6 separate regions of the Mus musculus genome follow, and regions 2, 3, 4, 5 and 6 are each linked to region 1. Evidence: chromatin contacts called from public HiChIP or PLAC-seq and promoter capture Hi-C data. All regions are on one chromosome and are shown on one strand. The core of a region is the stretch at or near the end of the contact, and the rest is flanking DNA. Distances in the headings are between cores, read along the strand shown.

What was found. Promoter capture Hi-C pulls out the DNA fragments that hold promoters and counts their contacts. HiChIP or PLAC-seq counts read pairs in DNA pulled down with a chosen protein or histone mark. Capture Hi-C pulls out chosen DNA fragments and counts their contacts.
Region 2: a contact with region 1 is called in a promoter capture Hi-C map of liver. The contact joins the promoter of Polr3d here to the promoter of R3hcc1 in region 1. A contact is called at or near these places in 3 of 39 promoter capture datasets (cranial neural crest, liver and pre-B cells), 1 of 115 datasets of contacts at active chromatin or transcription factors (extraembryonic endoderm stem cells) and 1 of 9 other capture datasets (liver).
Region 3: a promoter capture Hi-C map of liver shows a contact between it and region 1, with 3 times the contacts expected there. The contact joins the promoter of Slc39a14 here to the promoter of R3hcc1 in region 1. A contact is called at or near these places in 1 of 39 promoter capture datasets (cranial neural crest), 1 of 15 datasets of contacts at CTCF or cohesin (large pre-B cells), 2 of 115 datasets of contacts at active chromatin or transcription factors (embryonic limb bud and pancreatic cancer cells) and 1 of 9 other capture datasets (liver).
Region 4: a contact with region 1 is called in a promoter capture Hi-C map of adipose tissue. The contact joins the promoter of Ppp3cc here to the promoter of R3hcc1 in region 1. A contact is called at or near these places in 2 of 39 promoter capture datasets (cranial neural crest and liver) and 2 of 9 other capture datasets (adipose tissue and liver).
Region 5: a contact with region 1 is called in an H3K4me3 HiChIP or PLAC-seq map of embryonic stem cells, with 4 times the contacts expected there. The contact joins the promoter of 1700092C10Rik here to the promoter of R3hcc1 in region 1. A contact is called at or near these places in 13 of 39 promoter capture datasets (the 3T3-L1 cell line, 3T3-L1-derived adipocytes, the C10 cell line and 8 more), 1 of 484 Hi-C or Micro-C datasets (the G1E-ER4 cell line), 8 of 115 datasets of contacts at active chromatin or transcription factors (cardiomyocytes, embryonic forebrain, embryonic hindbrain and 4 more) and 1 of 9 other capture datasets (embryonic stem cells).
Region 6: a promoter capture Hi-C map of 3T3-L1-derived adipocytes shows a contact between it and region 1, with 4 times the contacts expected there. The contact joins the promoter of Nkx3-1 here to the promoter of R3hcc1 in region 1. A contact is called at or near these places in 15 of 39 promoter capture datasets (the 3T3-L1 cell line, 3T3-L1-derived adipocytes, the C10 cell line and 7 more) and 1 of 115 datasets of contacts at active chromatin or transcription factors (pro-B cells).

Annotation. Positions count from the first base shown.
Region 1 is chr14:69,705,420-69,710,430 of GRCm38.p6, reverse strand. It overlaps R3hcc1 (R3H domain and coiled-coil containing 1), which reads left to right and starts at 2,847. Exons shown (of 8, transcript NM_001146012.2): 1 at 2,847-2,925; 2 at 3,250-3,377; 3 at 3,747-3,884; 4 at 4,553-5,011. The coding sequence starts at 3,268.
Region 2 is chr14:70,440,825-70,445,835 of GRCm38.p6, reverse strand. It overlaps Polr3d (polymerase (RNA) III (DNA directed) polypeptide D), which reads left to right and starts at 2,365. Exons shown (of 9, transcript NM_025945.3): 1 at 2,365-2,503; 2 at 2,716-2,885; 3 at 3,441-3,484; 4 at 4,381-4,532; 5 at 4,675-4,799. The coding sequence starts at 2,721. It overlaps Mir320 (microRNA 320), which reads right to left and starts at 2,326; the gene lies at 2,245-2,326.
Region 3 is chr14:70,348,672-70,353,682 of GRCm38.p6, reverse strand. It overlaps Slc39a14 (solute carrier family 39 (zinc transporter), member 14), which reads left to right and starts at 2,259. Exons shown (of 10, transcript NM_144808.4): 1 at 2,259-2,403.
Region 4 is chr14:70,287,333-70,292,343 of GRCm38.p6, reverse strand. It overlaps Ppp3cc (protein phosphatase 3, catalytic subunit, gamma isoform), which reads left to right and starts at 2,847. Exons shown (of 14, transcript NM_008915.3): 1 at 2,847-3,163. The coding sequence starts at 3,115.
Region 5 is chr14:69,168,965-69,173,975 of GRCm38.p6, reverse strand. 1700092C10Rik (RIKEN cDNA 1700092C10 gene) reads left to right here and starts at 2,133. Exons shown (of 3, transcript NR_045931.1): 1 at 2,133-2,400. It overlaps Nkx2-6 (NK2 homeobox 6), which reads right to left and starts at 2,174. Exons shown (of 2, transcript NM_010920.2): 1 at 1,928-2,174. The coding sequence starts at 2,174.
Region 6 is chr14:69,188,509-69,193,519 of GRCm38.p6, reverse strand. It overlaps Nkx3-1 (NK3 homeobox 1), which reads right to left and starts at 2,828. Exons shown (of 2, transcript NM_010921.3): 1 at 2,527-2,828; 2 at 1-1,696. The coding sequence starts at 2,815. The coding sequence ends at 1,272.

The DNA of each region.
Region 1 (5,011 bases), core at 1,598-4,097:
GGAGAGGCACCAGGCCAGGAGGGGAGAAATCTGCTTTTGCCGTGGTGACGAATTGTCAGCTCCATGTCCTGGACTGGGCCGTTAGAGGAAAGAAAATGCAGGGGTTTTGTGGGTTTTACTGAAAGGCCTTAGAGGTGAGCTGTGCATGGCAGGTTGCAGGGGTCTGTGAGCTCCAGCACTTTGTCCCTTCCACCTCAGGCCAAGCAGGAGCGCTCCACATGTTCCTGTGTGGCTGCAGGTTTGACACTACCTATCCACACCGCAGTTTATAGAATTTTCTGGCGTTAACTTTTTTTGTTCCCTTAAAATTGCAAAGACATTATTCCATTTTGTTCTGGCATATTAATTGTTAGAGAAATGTACAAGGCATTCAATCCCCCCTCCCTTGGCTTCTATCTAACTATATACATATATATATATATGTGTGTGTGTGTGTGTGTATATATATGTATATATACATATATAATGTTACATATGAGTTTACAACCTTAAAAATTATTTTATTTTAGCCGGGCATGGTGGCACATGCCTTTAATCCCAGCACTTGGGAGGCAGAGGTAGGCAAATTTCTGAGTTCGAGGCCAGCCTGGGCGATACAGAGAAATCCTGTCTTGAAAAACAAAACAAAACAAAACCCAAACATTATTTTATTTTTTATTACATGTATATGTGTACATGTGCACATGTGTAGTGCAGGCTCCTGTAAAGACCAGAGATCCCCTGGAGCTGGAATTACAGGTAGCTGTGAACAGCATAATGTGGGTCCTGGGACCTAATCTCAGGTCCTCTGCAAGAGTTGTATGTGCTCTTAGCCACTGAGCCATCTCTCCAATACCAAAGCAATTTTTTTTTTTTTTAGCATTATCTGCACCAGCCATTTGTTTATTATTTTCTGGAACATTGTTTTAATCTGTAGATTCATTTCTTTGTTTAAAGAAAATGTCTATTTTTCTTTTTTTAATACTTTCTTAGGTATATTAATTATCTATTTATGGATTTCTTGTGTAAGGGTCTGTATTTGTAGTGTGTGTGTGTGTGTGTGTGTGTGTGTGTGTGTGTGTGTGTGTGTGCTGTAGATGTTGGTATGCACGTTCAGGGCAAGCATGTGGCCAGGGGACAACCACAAGAGCCCATCCTCAGGCACCTTCTAGTTTATGATCTGTTTTGAGTCTCTCATTGGCCTGGCACTTTGCCACTTGGGCCAACTGACCAGTGAGCTTTCAGATCAATAACCATCTAAAAAATTGACAGTATCTTAATATGTATTATTTTTAAATTCATAGTGGGCATATTATAACCCCACTCTAAGTTGAGGAATATGTGCAATTTTTGATTAACTTCTTTTTCTTTTCTTTTTTTCTTTCTTTTCTTTTTTCTCTTTCTTTTTGGTTTTGTGAGACAGAGCTACTCTGTGTAGCCCTGGCTGTCCTGGAACTCACTCTGTAGACCAGGCTGGCCTCGAATTCAGAAATCCGCCTGCCTCTGCCTCCCAAATGCTGGGACTAAAGGCGTGTGCCACCACTGCCCAGCTAACTTGTTTTTCTTTCTGTTTCCTCCCTCCCCCCCACCCTGTTTCTTTCTTTGTTTTTGTTGTAAGAGCTTCCACTGTATGTTTTGTGAGCCTTCTGTTCGGTGCTTTCAGTCTTGGAACTTCTATATCTTCGTGGTGATCTGACCCTTTTACCATGGTATACAATTCCTTGGTGTCACATGGTTAGGTCCTGGAACTTTTCCTGCCTTCTTTCCTGACCCCCACTCCAGCAGGAGCCAAGGAGCTGAGTGCAACCCCGTGTAGCTTGGATCAGTCCTTAATCTTTCAATCATGCCTCCTATTTGGGGTAAAATTTTAGAAGACGCCAGCTTCTCTCACTGAGCTCACCTAGCCTTATTGTGTTTTCTGCTTCTGTGCCGGACTTCTGATCACCGTGTCAATACTCGAAAGGTGTTGAGTCTTAGTCATAGCATATCTATAAGCATTGGTTTGGCAAGCACACTAGATCTAGGTTTTGATACTCAACTCTAGTCAGCGTATTAGTGGCTACTGGACCTAGTGGCCCACTTTGGCCCAACTTGGGTCTCTGTGTGACAAGAGACCTTTGCAGGTCTCTCACTGAGATGATATAGGGGACAGATTCTGGATACAGTGTTTAGAAACGTTTACAGAGGTGTAGGATTGTCTTGTCTGCTTGTATATATATGCACCATCTGTTTGCTCAAGGAGTTCAGAAAAGGCTGTTGGATCCCTTGGAATTGGTGTTACTGATGGTTCTAAGCCACCCTGTGGGTGCTGGGATCTGAGCTTAGGTTGCCTCAGGAGCAATATTATTAACAGCCCAGTCAATTTTTCAGCCCCATAAAAAAAGATTTATTTACTTGTTTGTATGTGCACCAAGTTTGTGTCCGAGTGCTGATGTTACTGGGACCTGAAACCAGAGAGAGGTTCCCCTTCTTAATTCCTAAATCATCTCCCCAGCTCCAGCCTCCCGCTCTTACCTCTTTCTTCCTCCATTAGGTACCAGGTCAAAGGAACCTAAAATTAGAAATATATAATGTCATCACTATTTAGCATCTAGTAGCTGTTCCCTCGTGTTGGCAGAACTCAATTGGTTCTAGAAGATAAAAGTACTATCTGACTTTGGAATCAGAGCCACTTTTGACTTGTGTAACTCTAGACAAGTCATATCACCTTTTTGGGTCTCTATTTTCCCAAGAGAATAATTGCTTAGTTGCTTCTTTGAGGGAAGCCCTATGCGTTTGGGTTAGAGCAGCTCTGGCCCTGCCCCAGCTCTTTACAAGAACACGCCCCTCTGCGGCACGTGCAATATCTCCTCCCGGCCTCACGATGGCGCTAATTCCGCTGGGAAGAAGGGGACGCTCAGGCTCTTGGGGACCCTGAGCGCGGCGGCAACTTTCCGAGCTGCCGCGGTGAGTGTTGAGGGTGTTGGGTGTTTCCTCCTGGGATCGCGAAAGGGAAGGACGACTGCGTGTTGTGGGACGGTTTCAGTGGGCTGCGCCCCAGAACTGAAAAGCCCGGGTAACACGCGGCGAGACGAGGCGGTGCTGGGAGCAGGGAATCCAGCCTGGCTCTGGACGTGAGCGCACTCGGCTCCACACTCACGCGCCTCCCATCCCGCTCCACAGTGGCCAGGGCTGCGAAAGTCTCCAAAGTCCTTGCTGCAGGGACACTTAGGGCTGTGGGCGGCCTCTGGGCCCATATTCTGATCCCGGCCTTGGCCACCGCTCCTACAGGCTCTGCCATCTGTCACCCTGGCCCTTCTCTGCTTGGACGGTGTCTTCCTCTCCTCGGCCGAAAATGACTTTGTCCACCGGGTCCAAGAGGAGCTCGATCGTTTCCTGCTGCAGAAGCAGCTATCCAAGTACGGGGAACGAGGGAGTGGCTTTTAATGCCAGGATAGGCATGGTTTGCCCCTCTCCCAGGTTCTGTGCCCAGGTAACTGGCTGGTCCACCAGAAAGGCCCTGCCTTTAGCCTCTGCCAACTTGCCCAGCCACACCTTTCCTTTGTATCGCAGCATCACCCCACTCAGGCAGAAGTGCTCACTTTCTTCTAGATGATGGGAACTGTAGCTCCCTTTGATGATCTACTTTGCAATTAGGCAGGGACCTGCTTGGGCACAGTGAGCCTGGTGTTAAAGCCACCATAAACCTGGGAGCGGCCTGGGTGGGAATTGGGTGTGGGGTGAACCCGCGGTCTCAAGCTTATTATTTCCATTTGGTTCCTTTGCAGGGTCCTACTTTTTCCCCCAGTCTCCAGCCGCCTGCGGTACCTGATCCATCGAACGGCGGAGAATTTTGATCTTTTGAGCAGCTTCTCTGTTGGGGAGGGCTGGAAGAGGAGGACAGTCATTTGTCACCTGGACATCAGGTGAGTTTGTCCTACTGCTTTGGAGGGTTCTCAGCAGCTGTGTGTGTGTGTGTGTGAGTGTGTGTGTGTGTGTGTGATGATTGGACTAGCTGGCTAGCCAAGGAGGGTAGAGTTTGGTAGGAGCCAGGGCCACAGTCACAGTTGCCTTTTGCTTCATCAGGGATGCAACTGACTTGGCTGTTCAGCTGTTCGTGTTGGGCCAAAGAAAATATAGTGCACACAAGCAGTTGGGCTAGTAAGGGTGGGTCTACACCCCTGTCGTCTTTGTGAGCGCGTTCTCCAGAGAGACCTTGGTACAGGGCATGAACGTGTTGGCCTATAGCCATCCTTATTGCCATGTGCATCTCATAGGATGGATATCTTATTACTGTGACTCTGGTTCTAATAACAGCTCCTAAATGCAATTATTATCCTTGTTTATCGTGAAACCCAAGATTCAGCACCCACTGATTTGATTGTAGTAGTCACCGGGGAGCTCCTTTGGGTGTGTCAGGGATGGCACTTGCCTTTGCCACTGTGCCTTTGTAAGAGATTGTTTTTAGGGTCATTTTGGTTGTGACTTTTGCTTAATGCTGACTTGTCAGTGTCATGCCTGAATGATAGGTGGCCCCAGTAGGCTATTTTGCTGTAGACCCAAACATGCCCTGAAACTCCTGTTCCTGCTCCAGAGTACCCAGTTCAGATGGCCCCTCTGGTCCCTGCCGCCCTCCTGCCTCCCATCCCAGCAAGTACCGTGGTCCTCGGTATACCTCACATCAGGGAGCAGCTGCTGGTCCCCGAGGTGCTCCAGCAGGACGCTGGCATCGTGGACGGAAGCCGGATCAGCCTCTGTATGTGCCCCGGGTGCTACGCAGGCAAGGTGGACCGGTGGCAGCCTCCATCCCAGGCATCAAGGGAGAGGACCCAGCTGGTGCAGTGTCAGAAGAAGAGCCTAGAGAGGCTGGTGCTGGGGACGCTGAGGCTGATCAGGGAATTGCCATGTTGGTGACTCAAGAGCTCCTGAAGAGCCCCGACCCAGGCCATGCAAATGAGCCACAGATGGGGTTGGGTGACACGGAGCCCTCTGAGAATCCTGAAAAGGAACAAGGGGCTGAGACAGCTGTGCAGCAGGGGTCCGGCGCACAACT
Region 2 (5,011 bases), core at 1,116-3,615, 740 kb before region 1:
CATTCCAGAGACGTGGACATTTGTATTGACACAAAGAGCTGCACATTTATCCACAGCAACTTTATTCACAATAGACACAAACTAAGCAACCCAGATGTCTTTCAAAGGATGACTAAATAAATCATAGAAATGCAGTAGGAAAAGGAATAAACTAATGATATGTACCACTTGGATAATAGCCACAAAATTATAGGGATAAAAGAGTAGCCACAAGGGCTGGAGAGATAAGAGCACTGACTGCTCTTCCAAAGGTCCTGGGTTCAAATCCCATCAACCACATGGTGACTTACAACCATCTGTAATGGGATCTGATGCCCTCTTCTGGTGTGTCTGAAGAAAGCTATAGTGTATTCGTCATATACATGAAATAAATAAAATCTAAAATAAATAAACAAATAAAAAGTAGCCACAGAAGCTGGGCACGAGGGCACATTCCCTCAATCCTAGCACTGCCAAGGCAGATACTTTCCTGAGTGTTTGAAGTCAAGTCTTGTCTCTACAGTGAGTTTCAGGTCAACTAGAGGTTTATAACAAGATGACTCCGTCTCTTCAAAAACAATCCAAGTCATATACCGTATGACTCCATCTTTAGAATACTTTTGAAATAACAACATTTTAGAAATGGAGAACAGATTAGTGTGGGGAGGAGTGGGAGGAAGAGAAGGCTCAGCAGTAAGGGAGGCTGGCTGTATCTGAAAGGGCGGCTTCAGGGATTCCTGTCATGCTGAAATGTCTTGTACCATGACTGCAAAAATGTCAATATTCTGGTTTTGATATAAGTGCTAGATCTTACTATTGTGGAAAACAAAGTAAACAGAATTTGGGCTCTGCTGAATCATTATCATCATCATCACCATCAGTGTCTCACTTTGTAGTCCAAGCTGGTGTAAACTCAGAGACCTGCCTGCTTTTTCCTCCCAAGTACTGGGTTTACAGGCATGCACCAACATGCCTGGCTTGTCACATAATTTCCCCCCCCCCCTTTTTTTTTTTTAAATAACTGCATATGTATGACATCAAAATGAAGTTTACTTATTTACTATTTTCATTTTATTTATTTATTTTGGTTTTTCGAGACAGGGTTTCTCTGTGTAGCCCTGGCTGTCCTGGAACTCATTCTGTAGACCAGGCTGGCCTCAAACTCAGAAATCCACCTGCCTCTGCCTCCCAAGTGCTGGGATTAAAGGCGTGTGCCACCACTGCCCAGCAAAGTATACTTTTAATATGTACATTTTCTGAAACTCTTTCCTAGGGATATAATCTACAAGAAAGCAAAAAAGTTGGATGTATCAAATGTACACTAGCTATTTCTAACAACATACCTATTTAAAGTAAGTGCCCCATTAAGGAAACAAGTTACGATATATACATATAAATATGCACATATATATCCTCCCATTGGTCATTTGTCTCCGACAAAGAATACACTATTGTGTGGCACAATATTACAGTACATCAAAAATATTTTAATGCTAGCAGCCTATGGAATTCCAGCAGAAATAGGTTCCTTCCCTAGAATTACATAACCTTTTTATTTGTATTGGGGTCGCTGTAGTGTAACATTAAATGACTCCCCCCCCCCCAGATTAGATTGCAACCACACATTACAATAAAAAAATTTTTCAGCTGGGATTGGTGGTGTACATCTGTAATCCCTACAACTGAGGGATGAGTGAAGAGACTGGACTGCTGCAAATTCGAGGCCAGCCTGGTCTACTTAAGTTCCAGACTAGATAGGGTTACAGAGCAGGGTTGTCTTAAAAATACCCACACCTCCCAACCAAAAATCAAAAAACAAAAACCCTTCCAGTTGAAGAGCAAACTTCAGTTCCAAAGGCTTCCCAGATTTGACTAAGCAGTCATGGGCCCAGGTAGATGAGAAGAGCTATTGGCTGCTCTGTCCAAACTGCGTTAAGGGTGACACCCCAAGACCCCAGGGACCGGCAAGGGAAGGCGCACGCGAGCAAAGGGTCGAGCCCGAAGGTGCAATGACCACGCCAAGGTCAACGCAGGGAGGCTGCAGCCAGCCACGGCCTGAGGGCTCTAAGCTCCCTATGTCCGGAGCCCCATCCCGAGCGGCGACCCCACTGCTCCCAGAGGCTGCGCAGTGTGGACTCCACATACAGCAGGTAGGCGACCTTGGAGCCCCTCCACCTCCGACCCCGAGGACCGCACCTCTACTCCCTGCCAGGGGCCGAGACACGCCCCCACGAGTCACACCCCGGCACAGCTTACAGTCCACCTCCCACATCCTTTTTCGCCCTCTCAACCCAGCTTTTCCCGACTCCGGGAAGAACCGGGAAGAGAAGGCGGAGGGCGGCGAGGCACCGTCGGATAAATACTATGGTCAGGTCACGCCCCCTTGATGTCACTTCCGCCCCAGGGTAAGATGGCAGCGCCCGGTCCTTGCCACGCAGACTTCCGCCTTGCCCGGAGACCCGCGGCCCGTGGTTGCTCTAGTCGGAGGTGAGGTTGTGATACTCGGCGCAGAGCCTCCACGCAGGTGCGTCACGAAGTCCCCAGGGAAAGGGCAGGTGACGGAGTCCAAAGCTAGGGGTGGGGCGCTCCGGGAAGCCTCGCCACGTGGGACGGGGAGGAGCTGAGCTGCAGCGAGAGCGACGCACGGGCGGGGGGCGGGAGGCCACGTGGGTGCGGTTCCGCCCAGGGTCCTCGCGTCCAGCCCTTGGAGTCACTTTGTTGCCTACTTTCTTCTAGGAACCATGTCGGAAGGAAACGCGGCGGGCGAGCCCAGCAATCCTGGAGGGCCGCGACCCCTTCTCTCTGGGGGCCGGGGGCTGATCGGCCGGCGGCCCGCACCCCCGCTTACGCCCGGTCGCCTTCCCTCCATCCGCTCCCGGGACCTCACCCTTGGCGGAGTCAAGAAGGTACCTGCGAGCGCGTTTGTATAGAAACCCACCCAGGCCGTAGGGAGGCGACTCGTGATGTTCATTCATGTGCTGCCTTGGGCCCCTGGTGGGATGTCAGCCTTTAGAGAGACCTGCAAACCTAGGTGCTGGTACAGGACACTGACAGGGTCTCCTAGGCAATTAAAAGACAGTGAATCTAGTTGATTCAAGACATCCGGAAGTGCTTATTATGTTCTGGGCTCCTTACAAAATCCCTTGAAAGCCAGACAAAATTGCTTTACTTGCAATTTCGAGTGTTCATAACTCTGTGGATGTCAGTATTGAAAACTAATAATCTAGTAAGTGATGAATCTTAGGCATGCCGGTAACTGCTCTTTGTCCCCTCCTGTTATGTGTGTAACAGTAGATGTAACTGTACCGAGTAGCTCTGAAAAGGAATAGCAAACACAGGATAAAGCATTTTAGCTTTGCCTTGGGGGCTACTGGTGATAGTCTACCTGTCTCTCTAAGCCATCCCAGGACTGTTGGTCAGTTGAGCACATCGAAAATACAGTACTGTGTTTTACTTTTCAGAAAACCTTCACCCCAAATATCATCAGTCGGAAGATCAAAGAAGAGTAAGTAATGAATGAACAGTACTCACCCCGGTTAGCTCTGAATTTGGGGACGTAATTAGGTTGTGTGGCCTAGAGATTTTAACTTACGCTATTAGCTTATTCACCAGTGGTTCTCATCCTTCAATCCTGGGTTATATAGGGGCATGTTTCTTTTTGAGACAGTGCCTCGCTACATGGCCTTGCATGTCCTGGAACTCACTTATGTAGGTTGCTGGCCTAGAACTCCCAGAGATGTGCTTGCCTCTCAGACCTGTGTCCTGAGTGCTGGGATTAAGATGTACACCTCCACGCTTAGCTCCAGGGCACTTTGCATTAGAGGGTCTTTTTGGTTTTTGTTTTGTTTTGTTTTTTTTCTGTAATAAATAGCTGAGATAATTGGCTTACAGAGAGGGACATTTTGTTTTGGAGATTTTAGTCCACGATCAATCAGGTGGTTCTTGCTTTTGGGTTCATGGTATGGCAATGAATGCAGTCGGAATACCCAAGGGAAGAAAGAAATTAAGGAGAGGAAAGGGCTGAGTTTCTATTCTCCTTTAGGAGCTGGGTAACCACCCAGTAGGCTCCATCTCTTATAGTTTCAGCTACCTTCTGTTTCTGCCGAGGTGGGGCTGAACTCTCCAACTTTGCCTTAAGGTCCTCTGCTCTCCAGCCTTTCTACTTTTAGAGGGTTAAAAAACCAACAAACAAAACAAAAGGCCCACATTTTGACAAGACGGTAAAGTAGAAGGAAATTAAAGGCCGTGCTTTATGGGAGATGTCAAAGGTATAGCGAAGGGTTGGGTGCCGATTCTCGTAGTGTACTTACTGGCTCACAAGCTCTGCTCAGCGGGCTGAAAGGGGCAAGCGAGGAGGCTCCATTTCCTGAGGCAGACCCTTTTGTCTGTCCTCATTCCCAGGCCAAAAGAAGAAGTGACTATGAAGAAGGAAAAGCGTGAACGGGACAGGGACCGCCAGCGTGAGGGTCACGGACGGGGACGTGGCCGCCCGGAAGTGATCCAGTCCCATTCTATCTTCGAGCAGGGTCCGGCAGAAATGATGAAAAAAAAAGGTACCAGGAAGGGACCTGGTCTGGGTTGCAGTTCAGACTGCCTGAGAAGGCAGAGCGTGGGAGTCTCCATTCCAAGTTGGGCTCTCCTCGCTGTGGGCAGTCTTCCTTATTGAACCCTAGTGGACAGCATGATTTCCCGCAGGGAACTGGGATAAGACCGTGGACATGTCCGACATGGGACCTTCTCATATCATCAACATCAAAAAAGAGAAGAGAGAAACAGACGAAGAGACCAAGCAGATCCTGCGCATGCTGGAGAAGGATGACGTAGGTGCCAGGAGCCTGGGGGACAGGTTCTTTTGTAGCTGCTAAAGAGGGTTTTGAGGGAGCCAGGCCAGGGACATGTTCAAGCTTTTGGTTACAGGAGCACTAAAGAGGGGCTGGGGGTGCAGCTCAGTGGAGAGCGAGCTTGCCTCTGTGTGAGACGTACACATATGCAAAGAAAAGAGAGAGACACAAGTCCCGAAACGGGCTGTGAT
Region 3 (5,011 bases), core at 1,010-3,509, 640 kb before region 1:
GGATGCAGAGACTTAGGACCTTTTGATTTTGAGCTATGTTAATGATTAATTGAATTCCTCTTGTGTATAGCTTATCAGCTGGAGATAGCTTATCAACTCTGGGTGCCCCTGTGGACTTTGACAGTTCCACAAACAGGTGACAGTGCCACACAGATGGGTCCTGTGGTGGGGTGGCCCATCACTCCTCTTTCCCACTAGTGCTTTTGTTTGTTTGCTTATGTGCCTTGAGACAAGGTCTCTCCTAACCCAGGTTGGGCTCATACTCACTATGGAGCTGAGCTGGCCCTGAATCCTTGCTTCTCCTATTCACCACCCAAGTGGTAGCATTGGAGAACATGGGCCATCATGCCCAGCTCCCCACTCTGCCCCCTGAGCCGTCCTCAACAACTGCTTAATGCAAGCTTTAGTAGCCCTGACATCCTGTCTGGAATCCGGGGGATGAGGGTTTAAGCTCCCCGTCCTATTCAGAGCTTTGGGATGGCAGATCCTTGTCTCTAGGTGGGCTTCTTATTCTGCTTATTCCTTCTAGGGGGGGCCTGATGGGGAACCGACCTTTCCTGACAGTCCATTCCGCTTTGGAGTCTTAAGTGGGTGACATAATGTCTGAAAAACACTGTAACTTTAACCAAGGCAAATATTCAGCATTATTATAGAGTTGCAGGGGCCCGGGAGGCAATTCTGCAAGAGCTATCATTACCTCAAAATTACTCAGAAAGTAAATGAGAGGACCATCACAGGGTCTCCCTCTTACTCATTGGAGTACTGTAATTACAGAGTAAAGATAATTGAATTTCAGAAAAACAGAGTGGCCAGAAGAGTCTGAGTGGCCTCAGTAGTTTTATATCTTTTAAACTTAAGACCTTGCATACACTAGGCAAAGCATTCACTATTAATTTACAGAAAGGGTCTCAGGTAGTTCAGGCATGGTCTCAAATTCATTAAGGGGCCCAAGGCTGACTTTGAACTTGTGATACTTGTCCCCACTTCTCCAGTGCTGAATTACAGGTGAGCATTACCAGAACCGGTTGCTGGCCTCGAACTCATGGCTTTGGTGCGGTCTAAGCATACACTGAACCAAAAATCCCCCTTTTACCTTTTGAGAAAGGAGCTCACTAAATTGCCCCAGCTGGCCTTGAACTTGAGATCCTTCTGGCTCTAGAGTAGCTGAGATTATAGGTGTGCACCACCAGGATTGGCTATTACCTCACCAACCCCCAGCCCCACACTCTGGTGCTCTAGCCAGCCCGCAAGAGCAAGCTGCCATTGAGCTGAGTTCTTCCTGCCACCTGTTCTAGGGACATGGAGTTCTACTCCTATCACTTCCTTTTTGAGGGAACTTTCCCCAGCACTTAGATGCCATCTCTCTATTGAACAAATCTAGAGATACCACAGCCAGCTGGACACACTCCCTGTGCTAGAACAGAAACCCCCGCCATTCACTGGTTCCAGTGCCACTTGAGGTTCTTCCATGGGGCCCTCCCTGCCCCAGGTGACAGTTGGTTAAGCGATAGAGGAAATAATCCTAATATCCAGCTGAATAGAACAATAAGAGTTTAGTGGGTGGTTTATTTTTCTCAAGAAATTTGCATATACAAGGCTCAGTATCCAACACAATAGGCCCTTCCTACAGCGGAAGAGACTCCCTCCCAGGACAAACAAAACCTAAGGCTTGACCTCGCTCCTTAGGAATCTGATTAACTGTGAGAAAGAGGTGCGAAACTCTGAAAAAAAATGAATATGATCTTTTATTTGGATCGTTACAAGTTATTTTAATTCTTTTGGTTGGCTGGGGTAGGCAAAAAAAAAAAAAAAAAAAGCAGTTTATGAAGCGCTCCATCCTGCTTACAGAATATTTTAGAATTGGAGAAAACAGAAAAGTCTCTTAGATTCATCAACAGTGTTAAAACCACAAATGTCTACCAAGAGAGGGGCACTCTCCCTCAGGAGCGACAGGATGGAAGGTCACGCTGTGAGTTTCCCACAAAAGGGGCTAGGAAGGACAGATGGGAGGTTTCCAGAGAATAGCGGAGCCTGCAGGGCCTCCGTGAGTCAAGGATGGAATTCATCAAGGAAGGGTGGATGAAGCTAGAGAGAGCTAGGATGCGAGCCGGGGATGCACAACGCTGGAGGACCAGGTTGGCCAGGGTAACGACGCTGTTAGCTGGCGGTCCCACGTGGCAGGCCCGGGGGAGCGGGGCGGGGCAGCAGGCGGGGGCGGGCCCAGCGGTGACGCGCAGGGTATATGGCCGGGCATGCGCATGCGGCGGGGGCCGGACGTAGAGAGGGGGCGCGTGGCTGTTGGCGGGGACGCACCCACTCAGTAGCTGTGTCGCCCGCTGCCTTGGGGGGGGGGCCCTGGATAGTGAGGCTGCGTGGGCCCGACTGCCGGCTGGAGGACTTCAGGTGAGGACGGACCGGGCGCAGGCAGGATGGGAAGTCGGGCGCCTCCGGGTTAGGGGGGACACCGGGTGGGGGTTGGAGACACCGGCACGCCGAGGACCCAGAGTCTTTTCGGGAGGCCGCGCACTCCCTGAGCCCAGTCCTGGTAGCACCTGATTGCCGTGCCACGGTGGCGAGGAGAAGGAGGTCACTGCGCTGTCCCTTCAGCTGCAGGGCCCGGGATGTGTGAACCAGAGAAGGACGCCGGGGAGGTCGATAGCTGCTCAGAAAGGCTGAGATGAGCTTTCTAGAGCCCCAGGACACAGAGCGCAGAGGAAGCGGAGTAGATGGGTAGATCAGATGCTCTGCGGTGGCGGCTGCTCGGGGGCTCTGGTGTCTGGATCTTGCATCCCAGGAACCTATGTGTCCTTCTCCCTGCCCCACGCCAGACCACCCTCCGGCTGGAGAGTGATGCCCGATTCTTCTGGTTGGCTTGGGCAGGAGTGGATAACCGCAAGGGTGGCACCGCGCTGAATTCTCCCCTGACTAACGGCAGCGATGCCTCTTGGGCTCACTTAGGTTGGGACTGACCAAATTAGGTGGTCTGGTTACCGGCTGCTCCCTCTTAGAGTTTTAAAGCTATAGCTAAAGTAGCCATCAGACTCACCTTGTGATCCTGAGGTAGATTCTAAGCCGGAAAATTGCCTCTCTGGGTTGTGGGTTCAGCTTTAAGAATCTTCTGTCACCCCGGGGCCTAGATTCTAAGCTGATCTGTAGTCTAAATAGTTACATGGCTTGTGCGTTCAAGAGAACTCTCAGTTTGGTTTGGTGAGGGGTGGAGTGCTTTCCTGTGGCCTAAATGGAAGGATAGAGGCAGGAGCACTTTGGCAGGCCCCTCTTCGTGAAGTAACCTGGCTTTGGAATTGTAGCATTAGCTCTTTTTAGCCCCTGGTCATTGGGATAGATATATTTGCTGGAGGTGCTGATTTTAGGGGACGATAGAAACTGGCTCCGGAGTGACTATCTGGTCACTATTCTGGTTCAGGTTAGTACTGAGACCAGCCTGAATTGTCTATCCAAAAGATGTACAATTCCGTACTCCTTACCTATTAAAACAAATCTTCAACACTGAGGGGTTCCAACGTGCCTCCTTGGCCAAACAGCCAGAAACATGTCCAGAATCACAACTTCTGACAACTAGAATTAAAAGCCATCTAGTCCCCTTTCTATTGGTGACTTAGTTGAGCTCTTTGCTAGTGGTTCAAAGTCAGGAGGCCGTGTATGGGTCCTCTTTGTGTGACTGTTTTATCATTGTGACTAGAGACACTGAACTGACCCAGGATATGGGTTCTTCCAGAAGGACCCTGGCAGAACACTTCTTGCTGCTACACCTGGCATTCTGTGGTTCACCTGGACAGTGCAGAGGCAGAAACAGGGATTAAAGAACCCAGAAGCTGGCTAAGCAACCAACCGACTTGAGAAGTGGCAGAGCCTATGTAACTGGCCTTGCATGTAGACAAGAGGAGAGTTAGAGGCTCCTGGAGATCTATCCCGAGCTCTTTTCCAAACCCAGGGTTGATGCAAAAGGCCCAGGTCCCACGTACAGTGTTTGGTTTGTGCCCCTCAATGGCCACTGTGGTGGGTGCAGGCAGAAGGCTTACTCTGCCTTTCAGGCAGACAGTGGCAAGTGGGGAATTAAGTAGCAACACAAGAGTCTCCTTGCTGGTTGGAGTAGTTTAGAGAAGGGAGCTTGTTTGAGGTAAGGCACAGTGGCAGAGTACTCAGGGCTTTGGAGCTAGATGTCCAAACCCCAGCCCCATCACACTCCAATAGCCAGTCTGTTCTCACTGACTGGTGGAACGTTGTGGTCATGTCTGGAATGTGGCTGACGCCTCAGTAGTGCCACCATTTTTGTGGGTTAGACTGAGAGGTTTTGAGTCCCGGCTGCTCAAGTAGGCTGGATTGTAAGGACGGTGGAAACCTAGACATAAGGTAGATTGTCTCCTCCTTAGCAGGGTATAAAGTGTCCCTTGTCCTCCTGGGAGACTCCTTTTCTGTGGCTGACCAGGGGAAAAGCGCACAGACTCATTGGGCAATCTTAGAGAAGATGGGCGTTTTCCTACGGGAGTTCTACTGGAGGTTCTTCTTTCTTCTGAGACTGCTCCTCCTCAAGGCTTAGTGATGGCCAGGAAGGACCCCATGTCCTCTCCATCCCCCACCCCCACCCCTGTTTGTGTAGGATACACAATCACAGGATGGGTCCTGGTTTCAAAGACTTCTTACCTCCTTCCTCTTTTCTTCCCTGCACCCCACATGTGCTCTTCCCCGACGCCTCACAACCCTACCAGATGTATTCTCTCTATTCCATTTAATGCCAAAAGAAAGTAACACCTGCCATTTGACAGAACCACAGGCTGCCTTGTTGTCTGGAGTGGCTTTTACAATGAAAGATCCTGGACTCAGAGAGGTTAATTGATGTCCTCGAGTCACATTGCTTACTAATGACAGATTTTTTGGGGGGGAATACCAGAGAATTGCCCCCCTCCCCACACCCCTTTGGTGAATTTACTGAGAGTCCTGTCTTTTTCTTGGCACACTGGGAAAGGGGGCCAGTCACTGCTCAGCACCGCTG
Region 4 (5,011 bases), core at 1,598-4,097, 580 kb before region 1:
TGTCCAACATTTCTGGTTTCTGTAGGCAGTGGCACATACAAATAATTTTAAAAATATAACAATGAGCCAGGCATGGTGGCACACATCTTTAGCTCCAGCACTTGGAAGGCAGAGGCAGGCAGATGTCAGTGAGTTGAATATATATGTATGTGTGTGTGTGTGTGTGTGTGTGTGTGTGTGTGTGTGTGTACATATATATTCATATTCCTTATGGCTTGAATATGAGGCATATTTCTTATACCTTGAACTCACACACCACACAAGTCTCTTCACAAAGGACTGTCACCATGACATAGAAGCTGAAATAAACTGTTTCCTTCCCAAGTTGTTTTGGGTCATGGTGCTTTATTACAGCAAAGAAACCTAACTAAGACAATATCCCAATTGTCCAGTTATACTTCACTCAGACTCTGTGTACAAGAGCATATGAAATTATTTTAAAAGGAGGTAACTTTGTTATTCTAGTAAGCAATGAGCATCTTATATAAAAAGACCAACCTAGACACAGAATATAGTCTCCACCTTTAGAGTCTAATGGAGAAAGAACTACATAATAAATATTCTGATCCTCCTGCCTCCACCTTCTGAATGCTAAATTTTTTTATGTCATGGAGGTGAATCTAATTTAAGATCCAAGTAGGTAATCCAGTGTAATGGCACACAACTTTAATCCCAGCACTTAGGAAGCAGAGGCAGGTGAATTTCTGTGAATTCGAGGCCAGCCTGGTCTATGGAATGAGTTCTAGGATAGCCAGAGCTACACAGAGAAACCCTGTCTCGAAGGGAAAAAAAATCCAAGTAGTTGATAAACTTTCCATAACTAATACTGAATAATCTATTGTTTCCTTTTGATTTAGAGTTTCCCAAAGCTTTTTGGTTTTAGCAATCCTGTCGGTGTTAGCATCTGATTCCATGTCTGTTCAATGGAGGTATAGCACTCTGATTGCTTCTTAAATAGAGAACTTTCTTAAAATATCACAACTGTTCTCATTGTGGAAGCCTGAAATCACACTCTGTGAAAACAAAACCAAATTCTATTTAGTCTCCGAAGGGCTCCTGCCTCAAGTGTGCCTTACCGTGAAAGATTAGGTCAAGACAACAGGAGACAAGGGAGGGTCTGATTCTAGTCCATATGCTAGACCTCCTTTCTGTACACAAATCTATATTAGGGGAGACTTAGTCTTGACCCTATAGTCTCTTAATTATCCCACAGTACTTCCTGCACTGCCTGGCAAGGTGGTAAATACCAATAATCCCATCATTTGGGAGGTGTCGGCAGGAGGATCAGTAGCTCACCGTCACTCTTGGCTATGAGTTCCAGGTTAGCTTGAATGGCATAAGACCTGTTTCTAAAGACAAAACAAACAAAATCCCCAAGCCAAGCCAAGCCAACCCTTTCTACAATGATGAAAATGTCTTATCACAGCCAATAATGCAGCCAGCACTTGAAGTTTGGCTAAGACACAAGAGGAAACTGAACTACTAAAATTTAATTTACAATGCCACATATGGTTACTTATTGGCCATTGTAGTAACTATGAAGACTGGTTGGCCTATAAATTGTACGTTTCCTTGGATTTAAGTTTCAATATTTCATTATCATTGCTAAAATAAAAAAAAAAAGCAAAGTACTTTTTGCCTGGCCAAGTCCTGTCCTCAGTGAGAAAGAGGCTTCTAATTAAGGAGCAATAATGACCAATTTTTAACCTAAAAATAAGCCAGATTGTGAAACTTGACTATGGGATTGCAAGTCCCCATCACTGCAAAAATAAAACAAAATAAAAAACATATGAGGAGGGGATGAGGAAAATGGCTCAGTGAAACACAAGCATGGGGTTCTGTTTGAGTCCCTGCATTCAAATAGAACCTGGGTACAACCTCAGCGTTTGTAACTTCAGTGCTATGGGGGAAAGGGGACAGGCAGAGGGACAGGTGAGAGAATTTGCTGGCCTTCCAGTCTAGCAGGCATGTCAGCTTCAAGTTTAATGGGACCCTGTCTATTAAATTTAAGGTAGGAGCACTAGAGGATGGCCTCGACCTCTGGCCTCCATATGTGCTCGTATGGGCCAGCTCACCAGCACACACAAATACAAACACTTCATGCATGCACACACACCTACTCCACACCACACATACATGACACGCGCACACACACTCACACACGGTAGGGAGGCAGGTGCGGTGTCACTGTGTGTCACTATTCCACAGTGGAATAGATGCGTCCAAGTAGGCAGGTGACAATATAAGGGGAAATCGGTTAGAAGTCAATTCCCTTTCTCAAGGAAGCCTGGGCTAGCGTCCCAGAAGACAGTGAGTGACTGCTGTCTCATGTATATAGAAAGGGAGACACCGCTTCTCAGAAACGGGGTTCTCCCAGGAGCTGAACTGGAGTAGGATGGCCACGGAGGTACTTAGGCTGCTAGATACAAGCTGTATGCAACAAACATGAAGTTGACAGGGGTTTCAAAGTTTGGGGGTTGGTGAATGGGAGAGGGTAACCTGAGAAACAGGGTAGAATGGTTAATTTCTTATGGAGACAAAGTGGGTGGAGGACCCCAGTGATAACGGAGAGAGCGTTCATGAGATAGGGGCTCTCTCTGATGAGAGGGACACAGACTCAGTGGCAGCCACCAAGAATCAGGACACCTGCCTGGTCCCAAGGTCGCAGCTGCTTCCGAGGTCCCAGCGGCTGGTTTGAGAAGCTACAGGTCAGGGTTGGGCGTCCAGAGCATCTGCCCCACGCGAGGCGGACGGCGGTCAGCAGTGAATCCGGAGCTGAGACCCGAGATCCGCGCGTGCGCAGAGCGCGGCTGCGGCCCTCGAGGCCGCCGGGAAGTTGTGAGCGCGGAGGCGCGCACGCGGGGCCCCAGCCGCGCGCAGCCGCGGTCTCCCTAGTTGTGTCCCTCAGCCGCGGTCGCCGTAGCTCTCGACGCGGTCGTCCCCGCCGAGCCGCGGGCGCCGCCGCAGGGAGGGAGCGGCGCTGCGGCCGCCGCCGTCCGAGGACGCCCCGTATTCCGGGGCCCGGCACGGTGGCTGCCCGCTCGCCGAGCGCAGCCCGCCTAGGAGGAAGGCGGCGGCTTGCGTCCAGCGGGCCGCCGGAGCCGGGAGGAGACCATGTCCGTGAGGCGCCCTCAGTTCTCCACGACCGAGCGCGTCATCAAAGGTGCCGAGCGCGCCGCGGGGAACGGCCCTCGCCGGGCGACGGCTCGGGGACTCGAGGAGCGGGGATGGAGGCAGCGGCGGGAGGCGCTGCAGGGCGCGGGGAGGACCGGGCTGCTGTCCGCCGGCGTCCCCGGTGACTGCTGGACGGGTACCTAGCGGGAGGTGGATAGAGCGACCGCGCCCGCCATCCACTCCCGAAGCATCCAGGCGGTTTCTCCTGATTCCCCACTTTTTGGTCTTTCATCTGGGGACACCGTCTGGGTTGTGTGAGCAGGGAGTTCTCTTGACTCACCCAAGTCATGCCTTTCCTTAGGCTCAGCTCTTTTTTGACAGCTCCTTACCAAACCCTTTAAAAAATTATTTTTGAGGGGTGTGGTGGGTATACTGTGCACGTTTGGCTCACTTTCTCTACATATCCCAAGTCATTGCTTTTATTAAAAGAAACAAGATGATAGTGACACAGTCTTCTTAAAAGGGCTTACAAGTTTTGGCTATAAGGACTTGGTGAATAATAATCTCCCAGATGTCTCTCATTATATCTGATATTCAGTTATTCTAAGGAAACACGAAAGTGTTTCTAAATCTTCTGAGTTTATGATATAGTTTCTGCCCTTTACCCAAAAGGACCTGTCTAACATAACCACTGATTCACATGCTTCTATTGTCCGACTTCTAAGACCCCTCCATAATAATAGTTGGTTTGAAAGCACTGTTTTCTAAGAAGGTGCTATGCTTAGACCAGTTATTTCTGAGTGAGGTGGTTTTCACCATAGTGGGAAAAAACTAAAAATTATTTCCCCGTTTCATTTTGATATTAGGAGACAGGAAACTAAGATTAGTAATGATAATTTTTTTTTTAAATAAGGGGGAGCCTATTGAGTGCTCAGAGAGAGAAGGATAGTATTGGTGTCATAAATGTTAGTTATCTGCCTTGGCAGACAGTACTTTTGAGACTTATTTCCTCAGAATTTGGAATCATTAGGGATTGAAGTCAATTGTTCATAGAATGGACTTAGTCCTTTAACAGCTAGAGTGCCATGACGGTCTTCGTGGAAGGCTTTATAGCATTTAAGCCATGAGGAAGATCTGAGCCTCTTAATACACAGGAATCACTTCTACAACCTTCCCTGGTGAAGCAAGGTCATGGTGGACATTAACTTCTGAACTGTCCCGGGTAGCACGGGCCCATGCAAACCAACTGCGCAAGGGCAAGGGTGTTGGCGGGTTCCTCCCACGTTAAAATGATTTCTCGCCACTCTACCATTGTAGTGTTTCGTCCTTCTTTTTCTTCCCATATTTTTCTCTTATCAAAATATGCCTATTTCTCAGCTGAAGTAGACAGGGGAACCACTTAAACCTGAATCCCCGAGTCAAGCCAGGATAAATGAGGTCTGCGCGAGGCTTAAGCGGCGCTCTCCTCAGACCGGCAAGAATCTCAGAGTCTAATCTCCTTTTGTACCAGCTTATTTTCACCAGATTGCATCAAGGACATTGTAAAATGACCGTGTCTTACACTTAAAACGGAAGTGAAATGAAAGGCACTTGAAGTACAGGTGTGTTTACAGCTGAGCGGAAAACCATCTATAGAGTCTGTATGATTGGATACCAACTTGTTCTTTAACAGAATTACATATTAACACATGCTGTGTAGGAAAGGACCGAGTGTCGCTCTGTGTGTGAGTGACTGAGCAGAGTTTTATTCTGTGTCCAGCCAGGCAAATTCGTGGTTATTTCCCACTGCAGACTCTGCAGTGGTACACACCCATTTTAAGGCTTGGAGGGCGGGGAGGGGGAGGGGCGCTCTCTCTATAGTCCTGGATACCCTGGAGCTTCAAAGATCAGGCTGAAC
Region 5 (5,011 bases), core at 884-3,383, 540 kb after region 1:
ACAAGAGAGAAATCCCGGGACACACAAGGGAACGAAGAGAGTGCAAGACAGGCAGAAAGACCTCAAGAGGTCCCGCTAGCTCCCGGTTGGGATCTTGACTCTCAACCCCAGCCCTGCGCACAACCTCTAGGGAAAATGACTGTTTAAAAAGTTTGAGAGAAAATATTTTTCTCCCGGAGGCATATGTGCTTAAAGAAATGGGGGTCACCAAAGAGTAGGGGAAAGAGAGGGTTTGTTTTATTTTTTAAAGATACAAACGAGACTGACCTCCAGCAATACTGTAGAGCAAGCAAGACACTCCAATTGAAAGCCCCCACCCCCCAATTAAGCAAAGGCAGTAAGCACAACCCCTTTAAGTTCCTCTTCAGCCAGATCTACATATCTAGCCCCAGGCTAGTAATAGGTTCCAAGCCCCCATCAGAACAAGAGCCCCCACACAGGTAAATCCAAAAGCAAAACCGATAATAGAAACTTTAACTGTGGGATCTCCAAAATTATGAAATTTATCTCAAACAGATCATTCAAGTGGAATACTGAAAATAAACTCAGTTTATTAATGAGAGCCCTGGGTTCGATAGAACATAGCTTCCGTAGGACAGAGGGGACTGAATAAGGAGTGTCATCTGGCTTCCTTGAATTTCATTTTTACACAACAAAAATTGATTCTTTACTTTCTCTCACAACAATGGACACATTAAAGGTTAAATCACAAAACCCAAACCCAGTAGACAAACAGATAAAAAGGTGTTAGCACCCTATGCCCTCTTAGAACAATTAGAGAGCCCTGAGCCCTGCTTTGAGGAAAGGGCAGATTCAGATGGGAAGGCAGGTCCCTTGTCTTTTTGGTGAAGTTTATCAGATGACCCATTTCCCTGACCAAAAGCCCTCAGCCAGGCTGGGGTGGGACCTGGGTGGCTGTCACAGTGGTAGAGGACAGGTCGCCATGAGTTTCCAGTTAAAGGACCTCTGGGTGGGCTGGGGCTGGAGCAGTTGGGAGAGAAACAACCTTTTCTAGCAAAGCTAAAAGCAACTCTAAGTTAACAGACCCATGCCCAGGGAACTGAATATTTAGTGTCCACTACAAAAAAACCATACATTTCTTTTTGAACGGAAGAAAATTTAATGTTCTCTTTTGGGGGGCCAGTGATAAACAGCCTCACGTCAGAGGATAACCCCGAAGATTACCTATTACTAGGCTAGACTGTGGCCTTGATTATCTGTGGTCTGGCTTGGTAGGGTAGGCTGGTTGTGCCAAACTATTTCCTTCCCCACCTCAGTCTGGTGGGAATACTCAGAAGGGCCCGGAGGCTGGGTGAGAAGACAGTCCATTTCTTTCTTTCCAGTAGCAGGCCTTCCCTGCCTATAAACACCACCTGGATTATTATAGAAGTAGCCAGATTACAAATTCCTTGTTTGCCCCTTCTCTTTCCACAAGCTAAGGATGGGTCCCTGGACTGCTTGCCCATGCATTTTTGGACCAAGATCCACGATTCTGAGGGGGTCATCTCCAACTAAGGTTCCCTATTCTTAAGCACCCCCAGGTTCACTCGGAAAGCAACACACACACACACACACACACACACACACACACACACACACACACACGCGCGCGCGCGCGCGCATGTCCAGATAAATCAACATGCTCCAGGATGGTTCATCCAGGAAGGTTCAGGTTAGTCAGGTAAGGGCAGTGGTGATGAGGTAGGGGGAGGGGAGCTCTCATAACCTGGCTCCATCCCCTCTTTGTGGTTATTAGAGGGGCGACTGTGGGAAGAAACATCCCAAAATTCAAGGACTAGAAACAGAGAGGTTGCCCTTTGAACTCCTAAAATGAGGGGCGGTAGGATGGGACCCCAAAATATGCACTTTCTCCCTCATTGACGACCCACTCCCTCAATAACACCTGTAGGAAAGAGCGCTTACTTACGTGGCTCCCCCACAGGATTCGAGCCCATCTCCAGGACTGTCTCCCAGGTGCACCGAAAAGGGACTGCTTGTGCCCTGTCGCTGCTCTCAAACCATCCGGATTCCTGGTTCATTCTTAGGTACCGAGGCTTTACTGGGTTCCTATGCAACTCCCATTGTGACAGGGTCTTGGAATCCTTCTGTTGGCACTCCAGCCTGAGAATGTCAGCTACCGAGAAAGGGGTGGAGGCCACAGGACTCGACAGCATCTCGTAGCCGAGGGGCGGAGCTGGCAAGTTCTGGACCACAGCCAGGTGTCGCACCCCCAACTTCCTCTTCTGTAGTGGCAGTCCTAATCGATTCTGGGATGCACACTAGGTCCTGGACCGCGCCTTCCCTTGACTGGGGCACCAGGACCGGGTGATAAGATCGCTGTCCTCCATTGGTTCCCACAGAAACCACGTGCTAACCCTGAGCCTTCTTACCCAAAAACTGGTAATTTGGGCCGTTCTGTTGGTCCTCAGTCCCTCCACATCCTTTTGGGAGGTTTGGTTCCTACTGAGATTTCTCAACAGTGTACAACAGAGAGCTCCCGAGGGGTCCGGTCTGAGGGGAGCCTGCTAGAACCTGCTACCTGGATTACCTGGATGGCACTTGTGGGGCTATTTTAGGGCAAGCAACCCATCTGTTTTTCCCAGTTAACCCCTTCGAGGAAAAGGAAAATCTGAGGATAGAAAGCTGGGGAGTCCCCAAGATATGACAAGCCCGTGGTTCTCAACTGGTGTAAAGCTGGGTTTCTTCTCGGGATACTAATGACCAATACAGCCTGAGGAGCAATTCTTTTTGAGTCCAGCAGCGCCAGGGTCTTGTCACTTGACAGGGAAGGCAAATTGAGTTGGGGGAGCTCTGGTCATCTTTAAGTATTTCTGGATTGGTTGGGAAACAAGGTAAGCTCTTGCCCCAGAAGAGTAGAGATAAGTTCATTTCATCTCTTCCCCGGGATTCTTCCCCTTTCTCTTGCCTTAAAGCCTGTACAAGCGTGTGTAAGTGGGGAATTTTACCCAGTCTTAAATCTTCAGAACTGGGACACAGCTTGGGCATAGTATAAGGTGTCTCCATGGTGTGCGAATGGTTAGGAACACGGAGAGTGTGAGCAGATATGATCGTGCAGAGACAAAGGACGAACATCTCGTTTTCAGGAGGGTAGAAGTGTCCACTGGAGGGATAATAAGTAAAACAACGTGTAAACAAGAATTCTCCGCTGCTGGAGCTCATGCGAAGGAGATCAACAAACCGGGTTTTGGTGTTACATTCCCAAAACAGGATGGGAAGATTTTTTTTTTTTAAGATCGCTTAAAAGAGAAAAAACTCACTATGAGATTTAAGGGATTTTCAGATAAAATGTTTTTTAAATCTTCTCACGAAAATTTACAGTTACACAAGAGACCTAGATGTTATTTCCTGAACTCTCCATGAAAGGAACTCACCCACCCCTTTCCAGTCAGAAAACACAAAAACTTAAGAAATTTATTTCTTGGAAAGGGGCTGCAAACATGGAAGTGGAGATCAGTGGACCACTTGAGGGTGTTAGTGCATCCTAGGAATCCCGTTCAAGCATCTTTAGTCTCTGAACCCTCTCCCAGGTCTAGATAGCACACAATTTTGAAAACTTCCACTCAGAAATAACTTTCTTGTTTAGTTTTACATGTGCTTAAATTTACATATATATTCATTAGTTTTTCGGAGTATGATTCAAAGTAAGAATTAAAATGTCCTACATTACAGATGGACCTTAACAGGATGAGTTCATAAATTTAGCTAATATTGATTTTTTTCATTATCATTAATAAGGCTTTATCTTTGCAGAAGCTTTATGCCTTCACCCCCTTCCATATATCCTTGGTATACATATGGAGAGGAAATATTGATGAAGTATTTTAACGCTCATTAAGACTTCTAGACTTTGGAAAACTGTGCTATTGGACCCTCCCCTCCTCTCAGAGGTGCGGGAGAAGGGGACCTAGTCTTCTTTGATGTTTACTCAGGCACAGCCTCTGACAGTCTGCGCGGAATACTTGGGATTTTGGAGAGCTGGGGACAAGAGCTCGGATCAGCCGATCAGCCAGCAGCAGATCAGCCGCTGGCTGGCTCCCTGCTTTCCCATAAAACTATAAAGCCTGACGCTTCTGCTTGCTTCCGCTTCTGGGGCTCTCTCTCTCTCTCTCTCTCTCTCTCTCTCTCTCTCTCTCTCTCTCTCTCTCTCTCTCTCAGCAGGACTTGAGGTTAAAACAGCCCCGAGTTAAAATATTATGCCTTCCCGCTTTACAAGGAGCATCACGTGAAATTCAAAAATTGAAAAAGGGTTCCAACCTAGTGGTTTTTAACCTGTGGGTCGTCAGCACCCCCCTTGAAGGGTCAAATAACCTTTCACAGGCGTCGACTAAGACCATTGAAAACCAGATAGTTAGATTAGAAGAATGTATAAGAGTAGCAAAATTATAATTATGAAGTACCAATAAAAGTAAATTTATGGCTTAGGTTCACTGCAACAGGAGGAACTATTAAAGGGCTGGAACATTAGGAAGGTTGGGAACCACTGTTCTCAAATAATGGAAAGCATTCCTTTTTTTTTTTTTTTTTTAGTTCTGAATGTTAATGTTTTTATTAGATATTTTCTTTATTTACATTTCAAATGTTATTCCCTTTCCTAGTTCCCCCTCTGAAAACCCCCTCACTCCTCCCCCTGCTCCCCAACCCATCCTCTCCCATTCCCTATACTGGGGCATAGAACCTTCACAGGAAAGCATTCTTATAAGGGAGAGTGCTGTTCAAACTGGGGCTTAAGAGCAAAGACCTGGAGGGAAGTCCCCTAACTAGCCCTCCAAACCCGTGCTCAACAAGAGACCAGTCTTGGTGCAGCCCAACACAGCACAAGAATTCCCAAAGTGACGTCCTATATTCAGTTCTTTTTCACTGGGGATTTACTGTCTGTCTCTCTCCCAGCCCTGCCAGGGCAGGGGTTTGGGGATACCAATCACAGCTGCTTAGCGGCTGCCCAACCTTCCAGAGGCTGCAGGTGCCAGAGATTCCTGGGTAGCACAATGAC
Region 6 (5,011 bases), core at 1,579-4,078, 520 kb after region 1:
AGCTAGCACACAGCCCTGCGAAAGAACCTGTCATCTTCAGCTCTCATGTCTTTAAATAGGGCTTGGGATTTAATGCTGAGTATTTTTAAAGGAAAGAGAGAGAGGAGTTGCTAGGTTTTTTTTCTCTCTCTAAAGTATGTCATATTTTTAAAGGGAAGAGATGAGTTGCTCATTTTTTTCTTTTAAAAGTATGTCATAATCTGTCTGTAGCTAGTTAAGTTGTTAAACCAAGAAAGGTAAACCTTGGGAGGAGGTGGGAGCAAATCTTACACGAAATAAGACAGGCACAGATGAAAAGCATGAACGGAGAGGTCCTGTAGGAAAGAACAAGAAATAAAAAGGAGGGTTGGAAGGTCCTTTGTTTAAAACTAATGGCACCTCTGTCATCACAAAGTGTGAATTTTCAGGCCAGGGAAGCTGCAGGCCCTCCTGAGTCTAAGCAGGAAGGGCAGGAGAGTCCTTTTCTTCCCTGCTAATATAAAGTCCTGATGGAAGCCGCTCACCTGGCGTGTGGAAACCCCATAGGCCCATGTCTTGGAGAGGAAGTCTGTTTTGCAGCCCACCCCTGCAGGCAAACTGTTTACACAGCTTGTCTTAACCCCCTCCGCGTGTGTACCCTGCCACACTCAGGCTGCCCTGTAAATCCTTGGACTGGCACATCACTGTGAAAAGGGTAAGTTGAAAATTCCACCTTCCACCCCCTTCACGTTCTATGCCAACCTGCCTCAATCACTAAGGGTCACCCCCTCCCACCCCCATTCTTCAAATCTTCCGTTTACCCTCATTTTTACAAGGGCAGAGAGAAACTCTGGCCAGAGTCCAAGGCCAACAGGAGACCCAAGTTTAACTCAAGAGGAAATCCTCATCTAAGGGGCCATCCCTCCCCTTGCTTGGCCCTTCCATGATACTCAGTCATGGGAGAGGATGGAGTTGCCACAACAGAATTCCTAGGAACGATATAGCCATTGCATCTGTAGCCATTCTAAGTTCTGGAAACAAGACTCAAACTTGCCTGGCTCTCTCTAAACAGGGGAGCGGGCAGCAGTCACCTACAGGACACTTGGAACTGGGACTACATCTTCAAATAGTCACTGCCCCAGATCTTTCACCTGCCCACCAGAGAAGAATTGGAGTGTTCCCTGGGAACCCCCAACAGTTTGCATCTGTACATTTCTTGCTTCCGACTCCTTGACATCAGCCACTGTGGCTTTTTCCCAGAGACCCCCAGGGAAGACAGTTTCTGATATATGCAGTTATCAGCAGAACTGTTGCTACCAGAAAGATGGATGCCAGCTGCCCAGACAGTACAGGTAGGGGTAGTAGGGATAGCTAGTATACACGGAGACCAAGGAGGTACTGGGCAGGCTGTCATCTTTCAGGGCTGGCAAAGACAATGGTGAGTTCTTCTCCAAGACTCCCAGGTCTTCCGACAGCTGCTTTCGCTTGGTCTTATAGCGTCTGTTCTGGAACCATATTTTGACTTGGGTTTCGGTGAGTTTGAGGTTCTTGGCCAGGTGAGCCCTCTCAGGGGCAGACAGGTACTTCTGATGGCTGAACTTCCTCTCCAACTCAATCACCTGAGTGTGAGAGAAGGCGGCCCGGGAGCGCTTCTGTGGCTGCTTGGTGACCTGGGGGGCACTTGCTAAGTCCCCTGGATTATGTTCACAGTCCAAAAGATAAGTCTCAAAATGTGCATCTGGAGAAGAACAGAAGGAGAGAGGAAAAGTTACATGTTAGCTCAGAATTCAAACCACCTTTTTGTTTTCTGCTAGTGAACAAAAAGCCCACTGTCATCTGGATACTTTCACTTTGTTTGCAAGACTAAGAAACTACCCTGAAGAAGTGAGCAGGCTTTTTTTATACTATGTATTTGTTTCTAATAATCAGTGTGAACTACATTCAGGTCTTAGCGGTTTACAGTTGATCTTTCTGCCTTGTTGTTTTACATCAGTGAAATGTGGATCCTGGATGTGTGTTGCAAAGAGAGGTGGGTAAGGTGCCAACAGGGAAGACGGAGGCATCGTAGGGACATTGAAGTGGGTGACTGAGATTTGTGGAGATGAGCCAGGTGGCCTGGGATGGTAACCAGTTCATCTCCTGCCCTAGTCCTCTTCCTGTAACTGTGGCTTAGTCACCAGCATGAAAAGTGGTTGGGGCCGGAGGATAAAATTGGACGCGATTCTATTTCTAAAGACTTAAAAGAACATCCATAATTTTATGGCTCGTGGAATGGAGACGAAGGGAACTTAAGAGTGGGCTTGATTTATGAATATTAATGGTTATCGTTAGTTCTAGTAGCCAGTGGTAAATGTCTGCAGCCGCTGGAAAAGAGTCAAGTCGATGGCAAAGTTATTAGTTGCTCTCAGGGTTGATGCTCAAGGTGGCTCGGTGGGGCGGACAGCGAGGTCCTTTCTGTGGCCATGCCCCCACCCCCAACCTCAGGATTCCTGCATCCAGAGCTCGGGGCCATTAGCCCAAGAGCGGTCCTTTCCTGTGCATGGTGCTCGCTTGGTCTACTCCGCTTACCAGACTCGGGTTCAGTCGGTGTCTCCGCGGGGCTATGCCGGATACTTGGTGGGTCCTCCGGAGCCACGCCGCGACCCCCTGCTTTGTCGGGCTCTGGAGCGGAGTCCCTCCTAGGGTCCGGCGAGTGCTGCGGATTGCCTGAGTGTCCCCCGTGCCGCTCCGCGCGGTCCCGCAGGATGTCCTGGATGAGGAAGGAGGTGAGCCGCTTGGACTGCGTGGGTGGCGCTGCCCAAGGACTGCGGCCACCCGCCTCCACCCGTGGCTCTCGGGGCTCCGCTACCCTAAGCATCCCTCCTCCGCTGCGCGCCGCTTTTGCTATCACCGGGCCGCGCGCACTTATAGCCATGCTGAGCGCCGCGCCGCCTGCCCATTGGCCGCGGGGACACGGCTGCTCCCCGATTGGCTGCCGCGGGCTCCAGGTGACCCTCAAGGGGCGAGTCCTGGGCGGATTAGGCTCCAGAGCCCTTCCCTGATGAGCCCTTAACCTTTCCTGGTTTCCCTCTCAAGCCCTTTGCCAGAGAAGCCACAAACGCCAAATTCTTACTGGAATCAGAACTGAGCAGGCAGGTCGCTTCCACCTACCCTAATTGTGTTCAGATAGTAAGAGAGACTGATAACAAAGCCAGATCTACCGAGTCTAAGTTGATCCTAGGTCTGACAATCATGCTCATTATGGTCCCACGCTGGACTCCCAGCTGGACACATCTAGACAACCAGCAGAAGTCTATTAGGGAAGGTCCAAGTAGTATGACAGTGTCTCGTTTACTGAGTTGACCAGGTAGTGTAACACCAGGAAAGAGTATTCTTAAGAAATAAACACTCGCTGGGCAGTGGTGGCGCATGCCTTTAATCCCAGCACTTGGGAGGCAGAGGCAGGTGGATTTCTGAGTCAGCCTGGTCTACAGAGTGAGTTCCAGGACAGCCAGGGCTACACAGAGAAACCCTGTTGAAAGAACGAAAGAAAGAGAGAGAGAGAGAGAGAGAGAGAGAGAGAGAGAGAGAGAGAGAGAGAGAGAGAAGGAAAGAAAGAAAGAAAAGATAAATAAACACTCAAGCTGTGTGTGGGTGACATTTCTTTAATCCCAGTGAAGAGGGGCAGAAGTAGGTGGATTTCTGTGAGTTTGAGGCCAGCCTGGTCTATATAGGGATTTCTTGGACAGCCAGGTCTACATAATGAGGCCCGGTCTTAAACTAACTAACTAACTAACTAACTAACTAACTAACAACTAAACAACTGACAGCACACATGCACAAACCAAACTAATAAAAGAAATGAACACTCTAGCCCAGGCTCCCCATGTCTGTCACTTAAATATCACATGGTTCAGAACAATGCTTTGGATTGCTAAATACGATCTATCTGATCAAAGGAATGTGCTAGAATACAACATTTGGTGGAAACCGAGGAAAGCCTACGCTGATTTTTTTTTTTTAATTAATGGATGCAATTAGAGTCTGTTGTGGTCTAAGGCACCAGGACTCAACTGGAATCTGCTCTGCAGGGAACCTTGTATTTCTGGGGAGAAAGAAAGGGGGGCAGGCCCTTGAGAATACAGCAACTTCGGAGGGAAACTGGGATGGATAACCGGAAGGCCTTCAGAAAAGCTCTCTTCTGCATGTTACCTGGACTTATTTTCCTTTAAAATTTAAATATACATTTTTGATATAGTTACAGGTTCATTGGGAATTGCAAAAATAGCAACTCCAATGTCCCTCATTGTAGTATGTATGTATGTATGTATGTATGTATGTATGTATGCATATAGTGTGTGTGGGGAGTCTTCCTCCAAGGCCCACACATAAATGCCGTTCCCTGCTGAGGTAGTTTGGAGAAGTTTTGGACCTATAAGGGCTGAAGCCTAATGAGAGGTCCTCAAATTGTTGAGGACATAGAGATTGTAGCGCCCCAATTTTCCCCCCTCTCCTGGCCCTGGTGTATGGATTTTCCCACCAGCCTGTGCTCCTCTCATGTTGCACTGCACCCCCCATTAGGCCCCCTAATTTTGGACTTGAAGCTCTAGACTCATAAACTAAAGCAAACATCATTTTACTTAACCAGTCTGTGGCTGGTTCTTGGTGGGAATAACAGATTTAATGCAAGTCTCCTTTCTCTACCCAGTGGTGCAGTGGCTATGCCAGACCACGGGTGATGGGTAGTTCCTTTGGATAACTAACTTGGTCAGAGGATTAGTGAGGCTTACCTGTGGGTGTGCCTGTGAGTGTTTCCAGAGAAGGTTCACTGGGGCAGGCGGGGGCAGGCATCTGCCTTAAATGGGTAGTTTCATTTCAAGGGGGAGAAAGCAAACTGAGTACTGGTGTATCCCCATGTTTCTTGGCTGACTGAAACGACTGACTGAGACGTGACTATACGACTGACTGAGACGTGACTATACAGTCCTGTGCTCCTCTCAAGATGGCAGACTATACCCTCAAACCACCGGCCAAGGTAAACCCTTCCTTCCCTAAATTAATTCTGTTGGATATT